Linked DNA regions of Sus scrofa: regions 2, 3 and 4 are each linked to region 1. A link is a contact called in public Hi-C, HiChIP or PLAC-seq and promoter capture Hi-C data. All regions are on one chromosome and are shown on one strand. Each heading gives the region's core, a stretch centred on a gene start, on an enhancer-like site or on the middle of the called end of the contact. The rest is flanking DNA. Distances are from core to core; before and after follow the strand shown.

Region 1 (3,440 bases), core at 661-3,160:
AGCCTTAGAAGGGAGCCGAAAGCCTTTCGCCCAATCCAGTGTGCTGAAAGTTTAGAAAACAAAGAGCAGGAGAGCTCAGATTTGAGGAAGGTCCGGACACAATCTGAGTCTTACTCCATGCAGTCCACACACTAATTCTATAAAAATCTGCCCTTACTCCATCATGGACTCATTTCTTACAAAATGTTTAAGGGTTTGTTTACGCGAACAGCCTTTCCGAACTGCCCCTGTAATGGGGCCAGATGGCCCCGCTGCCTCGCAATTCTCCCCCTCACTCTTCAAGGCTCAGTCGTGATTTTCAAAGTTAACTGGCACCACCTGCATACCCTTGGCAACCATTACTCACCAACACGCCCTCGCCGTTCCCAGCCCCAGTTCTGTGACTGCATTTAAACTTTAATCGTGTTCAAGTTACCCTGCCATCGAGAATGTACCAGTAAGCCTCATTTTAATGTTTTGAGAAGAAAAGAACCCTCTCCTTTCACCCCTCCACACACCCGCGGGGCCCTAAGTTCTCCCTCCCTCCCAGCACTTCCCTGCCCCCTACCCGACGCTACCAAAACAAAAGCTATCAGATTGCAAGCGATAGCGTGTGGAGCGATATCCTTATTAACTGTGTACAAAGGAAGTGCGGGGCAGGGAGGGGGGGAGTGCAACAAAACTATGGCCACGAAACCAAGGCCAGGGCTGCGCGCTTGCAAAACAAAACACCCTCCGTCGCAGACCCTGGAGCTCCATAAACGACGACACAAGATACCTTTCGCCAGGGCCGGGCGTCTGGGTGTCCCTGAGCAGCCATGTGGCTGCAGCTAAAGCCTCGCGTTGTGAGCACGTGTGTGGAAATGCACGTCGGCTCCGACCACACACCCACTCCCGCACACTCGGATGCTGTCCTACCACCCCCTAGTTCCGCCAAGAGCGTCCAGAGTCCGGTAGAAACTGGGAGAAGATCCCAGAACTCTTACTAGGGGTCTGGACGCGCTTCCCGGAAGAGCCCGACTGATACAGGGCCCGGACCTCGCACTTTTCCAGGGGGTGCATGGAGGGGTGGAGATCTAGGCGAGAACGCTTCCCGCATCCCTGAGCCATACTGAGCAGCCCCAAGAAACGGGGGGCAGGTGACCGCACGGAGTCCGGTGAAAGCGACAGGGAAGGCCAGGAACCCAAAGAGCCCAAGGGGCAAGGCTGGACGACAGGAGGCCGCGCTAGGATATTTGGTAACCTGTCCTGGGGACTGCGGGGCCTCTCCGCCGGGCACCCCTGAGGCTGGTGGGCTGCCCACTCCTGCTACCGGGCACAGAGTCCGCCCAAGCAGCGAGGGTGCTGCATGAGCTGTCACCGCCGCCTGAGCGCTGAGCGGTGACCAGCGCTGAGTGCGGGGCGGCCCCGCGCGCCTCGAGAGGCGCAAGGTGCGGGTGGCGGGGCCGGCCGGATGCGAACTTCTCGGCTGGAGCCCCAGCTCCCAGCCCGACCGCGGGCCGCCAAAGCATGAGAGCTTCGAAGACAGCGGGCCCCCCGGGCAAGGCTCTCGGGACAGAGGAAGAGAAAACACCGAGGCCCTTCCCGCGCGGGGATGCGCGGAGCTGGGGCCCGCGGGGCTCCAAACTAACAAGCCTGGGCCCCGGGGCCCCTCCGGCCTTTCGGCCGAGCCCCTCGGCGCCCCGCCCCGCGACTCCCGAGCCCGGGAGCCCGACAGCTGCGACGGTGGCAACTCGGGTTTCGCAAACAGGGCGCAGCCCCTCGGAGGAAAAGTTCCCGCAGTGGCCGCGGGCGGCGGGCACATACTCACTTTCTCCACTCGTCGGCCAGAGCGAGAGCGCGGCGGAGAAAAACAGGAGCCCCCACAGCGAGGTCGGGGACCCTCCTCCGGAGCCAGACTTCATTCCTTTTATTTGGGACGAAATTCCCCTTTCTCAAAAAAAAAGGGGGGGAGGAAACGAAAAAGTCTCAAACTCAGTCTTCGCCCACCCCTCCAAAAACAAGGGCGAAGGAAACAATACTCCAAAGGCGGCGCCGGTCGGGGGGTCCGCCGGGCAGCGCGGACGGGGCGGCCCCTCAGCGCCGGCAACCGCGGCCCAGGGCTCGGCGGAGTCGGGAACCCAAGGCGCGCCGGGGCGGGCTGTCGGCGTCGTCGGCCTCCATTTTCAAACCGAGAGAGGCAGGAGAGGATGAAAAACTGCAAAGAAAAGAGGCAAAGCCCAAATCCGTCTCAGCGAGGAAAAACAAACCCGACCCCAGAAGGAGGGGGAGACTGTCCGACCCCTGAGCCTTAGCGGTGGGAGGGCGCGACGCAGTTCGCAAGATTGCCCCGAAGTCTGGGTCTCAGGAGAGGCCGGCCGGGGGCAGAAATGCGGAGTAAAAATGAATGAGCGGCTCCCCCTCCTCCTCCTCCAGGCTCCACTCGCCGCCGCCTCCTCCTCCCTCAGCGCCGCCGCCGCCGCCGCGAGCTCCTTCCCAAATCCAGGACACACACAAAGCGGCGGGCCGGCCGCGCCGCGCTCAGCACTCCTGCCGCGCCGCCCGGGCTCCGCGCCGCCGCTGCCCGCCCCGCGCCGGCCCCCGCCCGGCCCCCGCCCGCTGCCGCCGGCTCCGCGCGCGGGGGCTCCGGCTCGCTGAAGGTCAAAGCCGAGGCGCGCGGCGCGCCGTGGAGCTCCCCTCGCGCGGGAGGGGCGTGGAGGGCCCGTGGAGCGGGGACGAGGGTCTCCAAGCGCCGGGCACGGGTGCGCTGGGGGCAGGCTTGCAGGCGGCGTCCCTCTCCCTCGCTCGCCTCTCGAGTTCGCCTGGTGCGCTCGCTCCTCCTCGGGTTTTTTTCCTTTTTTTTTTTTTTTTTTTTTTTTTTTTTTTTTTTCCGCTCAGCGGAGTTAATGCTGGTAAACAAGAGCCTCAGCCTCGCCGCGCCGCTGCCGCCGCTGCCACACACTGGGGGCTCGCGCGCGCGCTCGAGGCCGCGCACACGCGCCCGCGCATACACTGGAACTGCCTCAGCCGCAGCCGCCGCGCGCCGAGGGCCCGGCCCAGGCCGGCGCGCGCCAAGAGCCGGAGCTCGGGATTCCAGGGACGTGCGGAGCGGAGCCCGGGCGTGGGATGCGAAGCTGCGAGGCACCGCCCCCGCCTCTCGCCCTCGCGGGCACACGCGTGCGCGCGCCCACACGCTCTCGCCCCCACCCGCACTGCGCCGGCCACCCTGCACGCGCCCTCCCCTCCCGCAAGACTCCAAAAACAATGCCCCCGGCGCCCGTCCGGGCTCCGCCGCGGAGCTACCAGTGGAGGGGAGGAGGGGCTGGGGCGGGGAGTGCGGGGCGCGAGAGGTTCATTGAAAACAACAACATCACGGCTGGAAAGCGCGTTTACCCGGTTCTTGAAAAGCTTCATTGTTTCTTGCAGCTGTTGCAAAATAAATAAATAAGTTCGTGCATGCGGCATTTTTTCGCAGCAAGCTG
Region 2 (3,440 bases), core at 250-2,749, 240 kb before region 1:
AGATCCTGAATAAATGTGGGGTGGGACTCATGCCTTTTAGTCAAGGCTGAGGAATGTCCTTTCCAATGAGAGGTCCAACCGCTTTCCTGCGGTGGACATAAACTGGAAGGCACATTTCATCCCCAGGCATGAATATGTGCCAACTCCTTCTCAAACTATCCTACTCCACAGATTTAATTCATGGACTAAATTTTTATCTTGAGGATGGAAAGATGAAAAAAAAAAAAAAAAGGAAGGATTAGGCATTTAAAGGGTATATCCTAGGGAATAAGGAAATTTTTTTTACAAGTTAAGAAATCTAGTTAGAGCAAAAAGAATAAACCTTCAGAATACCATAAAGGTAAGAAAATTCTAGTCATGTGGAAACAAAGTTATCCCTGTTGTGGAGAGGTGAAAGGTATTGTGAAAGTCAAGAGATAACAAAAAATTCAGAAGAACTAAGCAAAAAACTTATTTCTGCCATCTTTAAACCATAAGAATAGAGCTCATTCATTGTACAGATAGTATTAGGGAAAAGTAAATGTCCTGAAAAAATAAGATATTTTTGCCTCAAAAACAGTACAAGAAAAATTTCTTCACAAAAGGATTTAGAAAAAAATTCCTTTCAACCTCAAGGTCTTCTTACTATATTTCTCCTAGCTTATGAACGTATCAGTACCTCCACCAAGTAGAGGAAAATTTAAGGCACTGTTACTAGAAGCCCTTGTCGATTACGGATCAGAATGAAAATATCACTAAATAAGACAACAGGAAATGCTTCACATGAATATATAATTTCTAAGAATGCTATCTGGTGCAAACAATGGCAATCCTACAGACTGTGAGACTGAAGCTTTGATGACATATGTATCTTGTATCTTTTTGGTTCTCAGAAGTAACTTAGAGTAGAGAGTGACCACTTTCAGACTTAATAAAATTTGAAAGTGACGTCATTAAACTCTCCCCTTGGTCGGTCTCTTCAACACATCCAAGTAACCCACACTCTTTGGATTTAAAGCTCTGTGGACTTGGCTCCGGCTGGAGACTGCTGAGTCACACCTCTGATCCATCCATCTCTTCTGGGGTTTATGTGTGCTGGGACATGCATTTCCTGAGTAAGATGAAACTTAAAGATGAAGGACGACCTTCTGCAGAAATAAATGCTGTGTCGATGGCTAAAAACCAGTCTCTTTCTTTTTTCTTTCTTTCTTTTTTTTTTTCGCTTTTTAGGACTGCAGGTATAGCATAGGCTGGGGTTTGAATCAGAGCTGCAGCTGCCAGCCTACACCACAGCTACATCAACAACAGATCTGTAACTCACTGAGTGAGGCCAGGGATTGAACCTGCATCCTCATGGATATTAGTTGGGTTCATTACCATTGAGCCACAATGGGAACTCCCTGTTTTTGTTTTTTAGTTTTTTTTTAAATCTTTGAGGGAAATTCAAAGGAGGAGCATTGAGCATGAGGCTTACGCACCATGTTGTTTTCCTAAACCCATATTTAAGTTGTGAGTCATGGATGAGTTGGAATAAGCATCAGCAAAAGAAAACCAGGAGATCTGGCCATCTCTTCCAGCGAGATGGAATACTTACTGCCGCGTCGGATGTTAATGAGCAGGTTGCCCTTGAAGATGGTGCATCCTTGGAGCATCTGAGCAGAAGTGACAGAATCAATGGTCTTTGTCTTCTTCTCTTCCTCACAGACTTTGGGGCAAGGGCCTTCGCAAGGGATACAGTACATGCTGTTGAACATAACCAACCAAAAACACAGAGAGCTGAGTCCATCTTGTAATAACAAAGAAATCATAAAGCTATGCCTTTATTCTAGGTGTTTTTTACAGCACACATCACAAAAAGCAACCATTGGAAGCATTCAAGTGGCTGCACTGTATCTCATCCCCAAGCCTTCCCAGGATAAGCCACTCAAATTGCAACTAAAAGGGGAACTGCCTACAAAGGAAAAGTGTGCTGCCTGCTTCCAGACAAAACACATGATACATCCTCGAGGCATGCATGTATCATAGGCTGTGACTGGTGAGCCAGCCAGTCCCAAGAGGGAGAAACTGCCTTACAGAAAGGAAGCACTGAGGGCCTCCTAGGAAGAACAGAACTGTTCTGTGATGCTGTGGCCCCTGCTGATGCTTCTGGGAGAGTGGACAGGGTCAGCAAAGGGACAGCAGCATTTCTGCCACTAACAGGAATCTAACTCCTGCAGCCAGTGGCCCAGCAAAAAGCCCAGTGAGGGATTCTGAAAGGCATGTGGTAGAGCGCAGATCCCTTATTTTCTTACTAAAGCACAAGTGAAATAATTTCTTGACAGTGTTTGGCAAAAACTTGTAAATTGATCCAAATGTTGTTTTCGCTGCATACACAATAAAAACAAGGAAGTTCCATTACTTTGTAATGAGCTATTTCAAATGCAATCCAGAGCATGCCACAAACTACCAAGAGTTGGGGACTAGTGAGTGAGATTGGCACTTTTCCTGCTTACCTAGCCTTATTTAGGGAATAGTAGACAGAATGCTAATGCCAAAACAGCACACCACAGACAATCAGAAAGTTGAGAAGATTTCCAAACAAATAAATGATACAACATTATAGGATTGGTGTGCAAGAGGATGGTGAACTGGAAAGCCACTACATTTACATGATTATTCTTGAATGATCTTTCAAACTTCATGAAGACAAGTACAGTACATTCAAGAAAACAGAGTAGGTCATAGCCCTTTGCATTCAAGACCACCCTCCAGCCAAACTTTATTGCAAATCTAAGGCAAAGATGAGGGTTTTGTTTAAAAGCTTATAGATGAATAAAATTTCCTTGCCATTTTCCTATTCCATGCTGGGAAAACAGGAGGCAAGGCTTCCAAAGGAACTGGACCAAACACAGCCATGGAGATTTCTCCTTTCTTGAACATCACAATCAACATTCTCATTTTTAGTAAAGGGGGGCAGCTTCCGTTCATGACTTTGTGTTGTTCTTTTATTGCTCCTAATTTAGCTACATGCCAGATAACAGCCTACCTCCCTTTAAAAAAAATTGTTATTTTGAAGTGATTATAGATACACAGAAAGGTGCAAAGATAATCCAGTTCTGTAAACCCTTCACCTGGTTCCCCCCAACTGTTCCATCTTACATAATGATAATGCAATTATCAGCACTGGGGAAACTAACATGCCTACAATGCATGCCTATCATTCTGTGGCATCTTAGTACTTGTGTAAACAACTGGAACTAGCCCATCACCACAAAGATCTTCCTGCTGCTCCCCAAATAGTCACCCTGTCCCCACCTCTCTAACTCATGGCAGTCACTGATCTGTTCTCCATCTCTATAACGTTGTTCTTTTGAGAATGCTATATAATTATATAATGAAATACATGTTACAAATGTTATATAATTTATATAATGTACTGCAATCCTACAGTGTGTGACCTTGTGGGATTGGCTTTTTGCACA
Region 3 (3,440 bases), core at 512-3,011, 210 kb before region 1:
CAAGTAGGCAAAGGGACCTTGCAGTTTCAGGGGCTAAGGGTGGGTTGTAGGGGCATGGCTTGTCATATATTTCAACAGAAAAATCATAAACTGCCATCTTTATTAATATATAGCTTCAAATTCTTAAAAATGGCCTCTGTGCATTTTTTCCTTTAAGAAAGATTTTAATTGAACATATCAAGTTTGTTTAAAACATCACAGGATGAGGTCTAGAAAGAGGCTTCTGTTGCTATCCAAAGTTAAAGCCTATGGATCATCTATTGCTAAAGTTGTTTAGAATAGACTAATTATTCTTTTTCCCTCCTCCTTTCTCTGTCTTGGCACAAGGAAATTTTAAGCCATCTACAATCCCTCCATTAAATTAAAAAAATAAACAAACAAACCTCCATTGTGAGAGGCGCCATTGGTGTCTGCCTCCTTGTCCTCCCATCACAAAAGGAGAGGAGTGCTAAAGAACAGGCTCATTGGTCACTATTTCATGAATTTAAAAAAGTGTAGCAATGCTGCCTCGCCAGACAGAGTGAAAAACAAAAACCTCAGTCATTTGTTTAAACAAACTCACAAAAACAAAACCACTTCCTCAACAGACCCAGTGAATTCTAAAAAGGATCACACACTTAACATGATTTTTTAAACTTTAAATTTCACAAATTAAAAGCGGGATGATGGGACCAAACCAATGGACATCATCCCACTCCTCTGCTTATCTTTTTCTGGTTTCACCCAGCTGCCAAAAACACCGACAGCACTTCCTCTCATCCCAACAGGAAAATTTCAAGGCTCCTGAAGGTCTGAGTCCGACCGGAAAGCTCATGAATATTCTGATTTTCTGGAGCTGATGCAAGGAAATCACTGTAATTGATGACCAGACACAGAGTTACCTACTAAATGTCTGTTCCCCAGAATTACTCCTCTGAAATAATTTATCAAAAGTTGGATTTCCATTTTCAAAGTTATTAATAACAAGAGTCTGTTTCCGATTTTTAAGATGAGGTTTAATCTTTGGAGCCTTTCTTCTTCTCACTAAATTGTCTCTATACAGTGGGATCGCCCTTAATAAACTCCTTTGCTTTATTGCATTTTAATGAAGGTGAATAGAAAGCAAACTGAAGGAAATCTTAAATTCCCACGCGAAATGGGAAGAAATGAGAGCGCTGAGAAGATTTAAATTAGAATATGCATTTACTGGGTGCCAGGAAATTCAGAGGGTACGTGTGCCTAGGGTGGCATGCGGGCGGGGGGTGGAGGCACTGGCAGCGGCGTCCGTCAGTGGATGCCGTGAGCATCAAGCGCTGTTGCGATCAGTTTTTGTCTCCAACCGGAGTGTGTATTTGGGCGTGAACCCAGAATATTACGACTTGAGTTTAGTTTGAGAATGAACACCCTCTCTCCATGTTAGTTTTTCTCTTTCGCAATCACATTTAAATCTTTTACTTTCGTTTAAAATTTTGCCCCGCTGCTAAGTACCTTAGCAGCGAACCTGAACCTGGGTGACCTCTGCTTACCATCTACCCAGAGGCTCCTCCCTCTGGAAAGCGCCGCCAGGTCGGACGTCTGAGCACTCTCTTACTTTAGGACAGCCGGTTTTCTATCAAAACTTAACTATCCTTAAGAAGAAACTAGGGTTTGTACGGAAATTCTTCAGAACGAGTTATTTTTCCAACATAACGTGGATCGCCAACACGCGAAAAACACTAGCCAGCAGCACCAGGACACATCCCGAGGGAGGCGGCGTGGCTTCACACTGTGCTATCGCGATCGAACCACAAGATTCAAACCATGTTTCCGTGGAAAAACTTGAACCAGCAAGAGGTTTAGATTACATGATTGGAGACAAATGAGAAACCGTTTACATGTTTTCAGCTTTTGGGATTTTTAAAATTAGGAAAAACAAAAGCCATACAACAAAAAAAACAGGGAGCTGAGGAAGTCTTTCAAAACCCAAATGCCACACCCGCCCGCTCCCTTTTCCGACCGCTTTCCCACGTGTGGTGTCTGGAGACCACGTGACGTGGAGGTGGGCGTGGCAAGAGCGCCGTCAGATGGCCCCGCCCACTCTCTAGACTTAACACTTGCTGAGCCCCTCCTCCAGTCAGCCAGGCCGGCGCAGCAACGATCTGAGGGGGAGTTTTGCATGTCCACTTCCAAGAATTTTTAACCGCTCTATTGGGACTTACTCTAACATCGAGATTGGGGACTAGAAATGACAGAAATAAATGTTAGCTATCTCACTGTGCTCTGAGCCAAACTTAAAACATTCACCAAGAAACTGTAAACACAAAAGAATCTTGGTACAAAGTAGTCTTCTGATTTCTGTGCAACCACAACTATAAAAGCTGTACATATTTAGCATCCAAACTAATTCAGTATTATCAATTCTACCGTCAAAATACCTACTTGGTCCTGCAAATGTGAGTGACCTGACAGCCCAGCCCACTAAGCATGTATGGTTTAGGATGCTTGAAGTTTTTTTCTCTTTTCCTAATATAACAGTTACATTTCAAACTCTTAAAATTTAATTTTTGAGAAGTTATAAGTATCAGTGAGCTAAAATGAAGGCCATATGGAGCTCAGTGTACCTAGCATGATCTTGTCTGTCAAAGTACAATTACAAACTGGAGTGGACTGCAGGATATTAAAAACTGTAGTCATTCACAGTTCTTTCAAAGAGATGCATGAGCTTTAATAAAACATTATAGTTGAGTAGAAATAGTTTTTTATTCTTTTAAGGTATAAATAAAAAGAATAAAAAAGGTCACTTAGGTAGTTAAGAATCAAATAGCTATTTTTTTAAAACCCTCTCTTTAAAGAGTAATTTTAATCGTTTGGTAATGGGAAATTCAAAATAATGATTTCTTCATGCAAATCTGATTTTGGGCTGCTGAAATTTAATTAAATGGGGGGGGGTCCTCCTAAATGTTTGTATTGTCACTATTAGTGTATATTCTGAAAGAAGAAAACAGTATCTTGAGCACCCCTTTCAATTACAGTTTAAAAAGCTCAGAGATAAAATTTCATACTATTAATGAAATTTCTTATGGTGGCATAAGCCTTCCTAGCCTGTCCAAAATATTCAGGGCTGTGCCTGAGTCAGCTCTCTAATTGTGTCCTCGTTAAGTCCTCAAAAGCAAGAGACACTTGCAGCCAGGACCAAAGTTAATGGGACTTTTTTTTTTTTTTTTTTTTTTTTTTTTTGGTCATTTGAGATCTCCTCCCTTCTCCTTCACCTCCTCTGAAGGGAAAAATGGCAATGATGTTTCAAATAACATTCATATTTGAGATTGCTTAGCTTTTACATTTTTTTTCCTGCTTCATGTCATTCATAACTGCCCTCCCAGAAAAAGTGGAGCTGCTACTGCTATTTAAAAAGTTTCATGTCCCTCATTTTAAAAATACATAAGGTCCTCAGAGTAGAATTCCAATTACTAAGTGTAGAAACA
Region 4 (3,440 bases), core at 332-2,831, 170 kb after region 1:
GAGCTGTAGCTGCCAGCCTACGCCAGAGCCACGGCAACGCAGGATCCGAGCCGTGTCTGCGACCTACACCACAGCTCACGGCAACGCCGGATCGTTAACCCACTGAGCAAGGGCAGGGATCGAACCTGCAACCTCATGGTTCCTAGTTGGATTCGTTAACCACTGCGCCACGACGGGAACTCCAGGAGCATGGGTTATATAGCATTCCATCTTACAAGGATATTAGACATCCATAACTTCAAGAACAGATAATAGTAAAGAGCAGTAAAATAATTAGGAAGTGATATATTTTAAGTTTTATTTCCTTTTTGAATAATTAATGGTAATCCTCTATAATTTATTTTTTAATAATATCTGGCTAGTGTTATTTTTAATAATAGCTTTTAACAACTAGCTCACAAAATTCCTGATAATTTAACAGGTAGCTTTCACAAGCCAGCACGCCACTGCCAGTCCCGGTGACTTCTGGGTTCTGCAGCAATAGGCACTGGCAGGAGCGGGAGAGCAAGAAGAGAGAAGGGTTGGATTTTTCCTTCTCTTCCTCCTAGGATGCATGCTACAGCTCCTGCTCCTCAACACTGTTCCCTCCTTCTGCCTCTAGGGGGCTAGTGGCTTCTGGGTCTTTCTGATTCCCGCGGCTTCCCCATCACATCCACCCCTTTGTAAGTAGTCTCATTTCACCCCGTTAAATCATTCCCTTCCCTTTGAGTGTTTTTCTCTTTCCTGGTTGGACACTGCCTGCTCAAGTCTGCTTCTGCAGTCACAACGTCTAATACTTCTATTCCCATATTTAGGAACTATGTGTCCTTAATCAAGTTGCTCAACTTCTCTGAGCTACAGTTTTGTGAGGATTAACTATGATGCATCAGGGTATGATTTTGAAAGATTAACCGTGGTGGGACTTTATGTTATCCTCCTGCTATTTCCTGGTGCTCTATAACTCTTTCCCAAACTGAGCAGCAATAGTCTATAGAAGATGTTTCTCAGAAACATAAAGCATAAGTATGGGGAAAGTTTTGAGTTTCAAAATGCAAGACCTTGAAGGGCATGAAAGAAAACCTAATGAGTCTGAGCAAAGCATCCTCTTGGGAGAGCCACTGGTCCCTGAGAAGGCTCTCCTACCTCCCTAACGTGGAGAACTGAAGAATTGAGAACAATGGCTACAGGTTGAGTCCAGGCTACTGTTGGCCGCCCCACAGTGCCCTGGTGCCCCAGTGTGGCCTATGAGAGACGCTCGTACTGATGGGATTTCCAGAGAGGTCTGGATGCTGACATTACAGCAGCTGTGTGGCCTGACGAACAAGGGCCAGGTGACGATGTGCATCTGGGTGAATGGGAGGAGGAGAATAACGAGGAACCCTCAGTACCCCTTCTGAGAACCCTGCCTGCCGATATGCGAGAGCCAGCTTAGAGGGCTCCGGACAGCCTGGCCCTGGGTTGGGCAGCCGCGCGGCCTCACGGTCATTCCGCCAGGAGGCGCTGTCCGGCCACACTGGCCGCGCCGGGCCGCACTCTGATTGGCTAGAGGACGTGGCCCGCGGCCACTCCCTCCCGCCCACCCTGGTAAGTGCCGCTCGCTCGCCAACTCCCGCCCCAGTCTGCGGGCCTCGGGAGCAGCGGCGGGGCGGGAGCGGCGCGGCGGAGGGGACAAGACCAGGGCAGGAGGGAACCGGCCCGCCAGGAGAGCCCCGCACACCATCAAGATGCTATCCTGGCGGCTGCAGACGGGCTCCGAGAAGGCTGAGCTGCAGGAGCTCAACGCCCGGCTCTACGACTATGTGTGCCGAGTGCGGGAGCTGGAGCGCGAAAACCTGCTCCTGGAGGAGGAGCTGCGCAGCCGGCGGGGCCACGAGGGCCTGTGGGCCGAGGCGCAGGCCCGCTTCGCGGAGGAGGCGTGCAGCTTGCGGCAGCAGCTGGACGAACTGAGCTGGGCCACGGCGCTGGCCGAGGGCGAGCGCGACGCGCTGCGGCGCGAATTGCGGGAACTGCAGCTGCTGGGCGAAGAGGCGCGCGCCGCCCGCGGCCGTCTGGATGCCGAGCTGGACGCTCAGCGGCGGGAGCTTCAGGAGGAGCTAGGTGCGCGCGCCGCTCTCGAGGCGCTGTTGGGCCGGCTGCAGGCCGAGCGCCGCGGCCTTGACGCGGCCCATGAACGCGATGTGCGGGAGCTGCGCGCGCGCTCCGCTGGCCTGACTCTGCGCTATCGCGCCCGCGCCACCGGCCCTGCCGCACCCCCGCCGCGCCTGAGGGAAGTGCACGACAGCTACGCACTGCTAGTGGCCGAGTCGTGGCGGGAGACCGTGCAGCTGTACGAGGAAGAGGTGCGCGAGCTGGAGGAGGCGCTGCGGCGCGGCCAGGAGAGCCGGCGCGAGGCCGAGGAAGAGACGCGGCTGTGCGCGCAGGAGGCGGAGGCGCTGCGGCGCGAGGCGCTCGAGTTGGAGCAGCTGCGAGCGCTGCTGGAAAACGAGCTGCTGCGGGTACAAGAGGAGTACGAGCTTCAAGCCGAGGAGCGGCAGGTCTGTGCGCCCTGCGAGCGCTGGTGGTGGGGGAGTGGTAGGGCTCCCAGACCACAGAGTGCTCACCCAGGGCCCGGCAAGGCTGACGGGTGGGGCCAGCGCAGCGGGTGCACCTGGGGACCCGGGCGCCAAGGGGCCGCCTTCCTCAGGATCCCGGCATCTTGCCAGTACTGGAAAAAGTGCGCAGTTCTTTGGTCCATCTACTCAGTGGAAGAGTGCCAAGTGGCAGATCCTGGTGAATGGCCCTGTCCCTGTCAGGTTGTCAAATTTAGACCTTGACATGACTGGGTGCATCCTGACAAATGACTCCCTCAGTTCTCAGTTCTTTCAGTTTCTTGTGTTTGGAAGACCGAGTTCACATAGAAGTCAACCAGGAAGGCCCAGAAGTGACTTCAGAGGTGACAGCTCCTTCTTTCTCAGACACTTCCCAGTGTTGGGAAGGTTTCTAGGCAATGTCAAGTCCTTGTCAGAAACCGTTCAAAATTGAACACTAGGCACTAGGGCTTCTTTGGGGGAGAACAACTTGTTTTCCAAAACGGTTTTTATTTTGCCAAAATGATTTCTCAGTTCCCCGTTGGAGTCAGCTGGTCGTGGCTCCCGGGCCACTGCTTTGTTTGTTCTTGGGAGGGGCAGAAACCTTAATGCAGAGAATTTAATCAGAGATGTTTTTTCCACAGTACAAGCTGATGTCAGATCTCTGGGTAGTGTAAAAGTCGTGTTAATGCAGGTCCCTGTGGCAGGATGTTATTACAAGTGCAGGTAATATAAACAGTTCCTATTTCAGGGAAGCAAAGCTCAAACCTCTGACACAGGCGGTGACACCTGTAGCTGATTTATTGTCTGACAGGGTTGCCCTGGTCATGCCCAGTCTTGGCCAGAAATGGAAATATTCCCCAATCCTGCTCTCAGTAGTTCTCAGGATGACAG

Evidence for each region. Promoter capture Hi-C pulls out the DNA fragments that hold promoters and counts their contacts. Hi-C and Micro-C count contacts between places; a contact is called where the count stands out from the background. HiChIP or PLAC-seq counts read pairs in DNA pulled down with a chosen protein or histone mark.
Region 2: a Hi-C map of fibroblasts shows a contact between it and region 1, with 2.3 times the contacts expected there. The contact joins the enhancer-like site here to the promoter of IGF1R in region 1. A contact is called at or near these places in 1 of 5 promoter capture datasets (fetal liver), 4 of 47 Hi-C or Micro-C datasets (embryonic fibroblasts and fibroblasts) and 1 of 2 datasets of contacts at active chromatin or transcription factors (skeletal muscle).
Region 3: a contact with region 1 is called in an H3K27ac HiChIP or PLAC-seq map of skeletal muscle. The contact joins the enhancer-like site here to the promoter of IGF1R in region 1. A contact is called at or near these places in 1 of 5 promoter capture datasets (liver), 6 of 47 Hi-C or Micro-C datasets (alveolar macrophages, embryonic fibroblasts, mesenteric adipose tissue and 3 more) and 2 of 2 datasets of contacts at active chromatin or transcription factors (alveolar macrophages and skeletal muscle).
Region 4: a contact with region 1 is called in a promoter capture Hi-C map of fetal skeletal muscle, with 4 times the contacts expected there. The contact joins the promoter of SYNM here to the promoter of IGF1R in region 1. A contact is called at or near these places in 1 of 5 promoter capture datasets (fetal skeletal muscle), 3 of 47 Hi-C or Micro-C datasets (blood, fibroblasts and liver) and 1 of 2 datasets of contacts at active chromatin or transcription factors (skeletal muscle).

The regions. Positions count from the first base shown.
Region 1 is chr1:137,688,523-137,691,962 of Sscrofa11.1, forward strand. IGF1R (insulin like growth factor 1 receptor) reads right to left here and starts at 1,911. Exons shown (of 21, transcript NM_214172.1): 1 at 1,790-1,911. The coding sequence starts at 1,883.
Region 2 is chr1:137,446,567-137,450,006 of Sscrofa11.1, forward strand. It overlaps IGF1R (insulin like growth factor 1 receptor), which reads right to left. Exons shown (of 21, transcript NM_214172.1): 4 at 1,574-1,722. Among named protein-coding and RNA genes, the nearest start is that of PGPEP1L, 140 kb to the left of the region's middle. Within about 2 kb of position 1,500, at least 6 of the 83 cell types and tissues checked have an H3K27ac peak or open chromatin away from gene starts, as enhancers often do. A contact at or near this core is called in embryonic fibroblasts, where this site is marked.
Region 3 is chr1:137,475,805-137,479,244 of Sscrofa11.1, forward strand. All of the region lies in intron 2 of IGF1R (insulin like growth factor 1 receptor), which reads right to left. Among named protein-coding and RNA genes, the nearest start is that of PGPEP1L, 170 kb to the left of the region's middle. Within about 2 kb of position 1,762, at least 47 of the 83 cell types and tissues checked have an H3K27ac peak or open chromatin away from gene starts, as enhancers often do. A contact at or near this core is called in liver, mesenteric adipose tissue, omental adipose tissue and 2 more, where this site is marked.
Region 4 is chr1:137,854,063-137,857,502 of Sscrofa11.1, forward strand. It overlaps SYNM (synemin), which reads left to right and starts at 1,582. Exons shown (of 12, transcript XM_021098348.1): 1 at 1,582-2,513. The coding sequence starts at 1,704.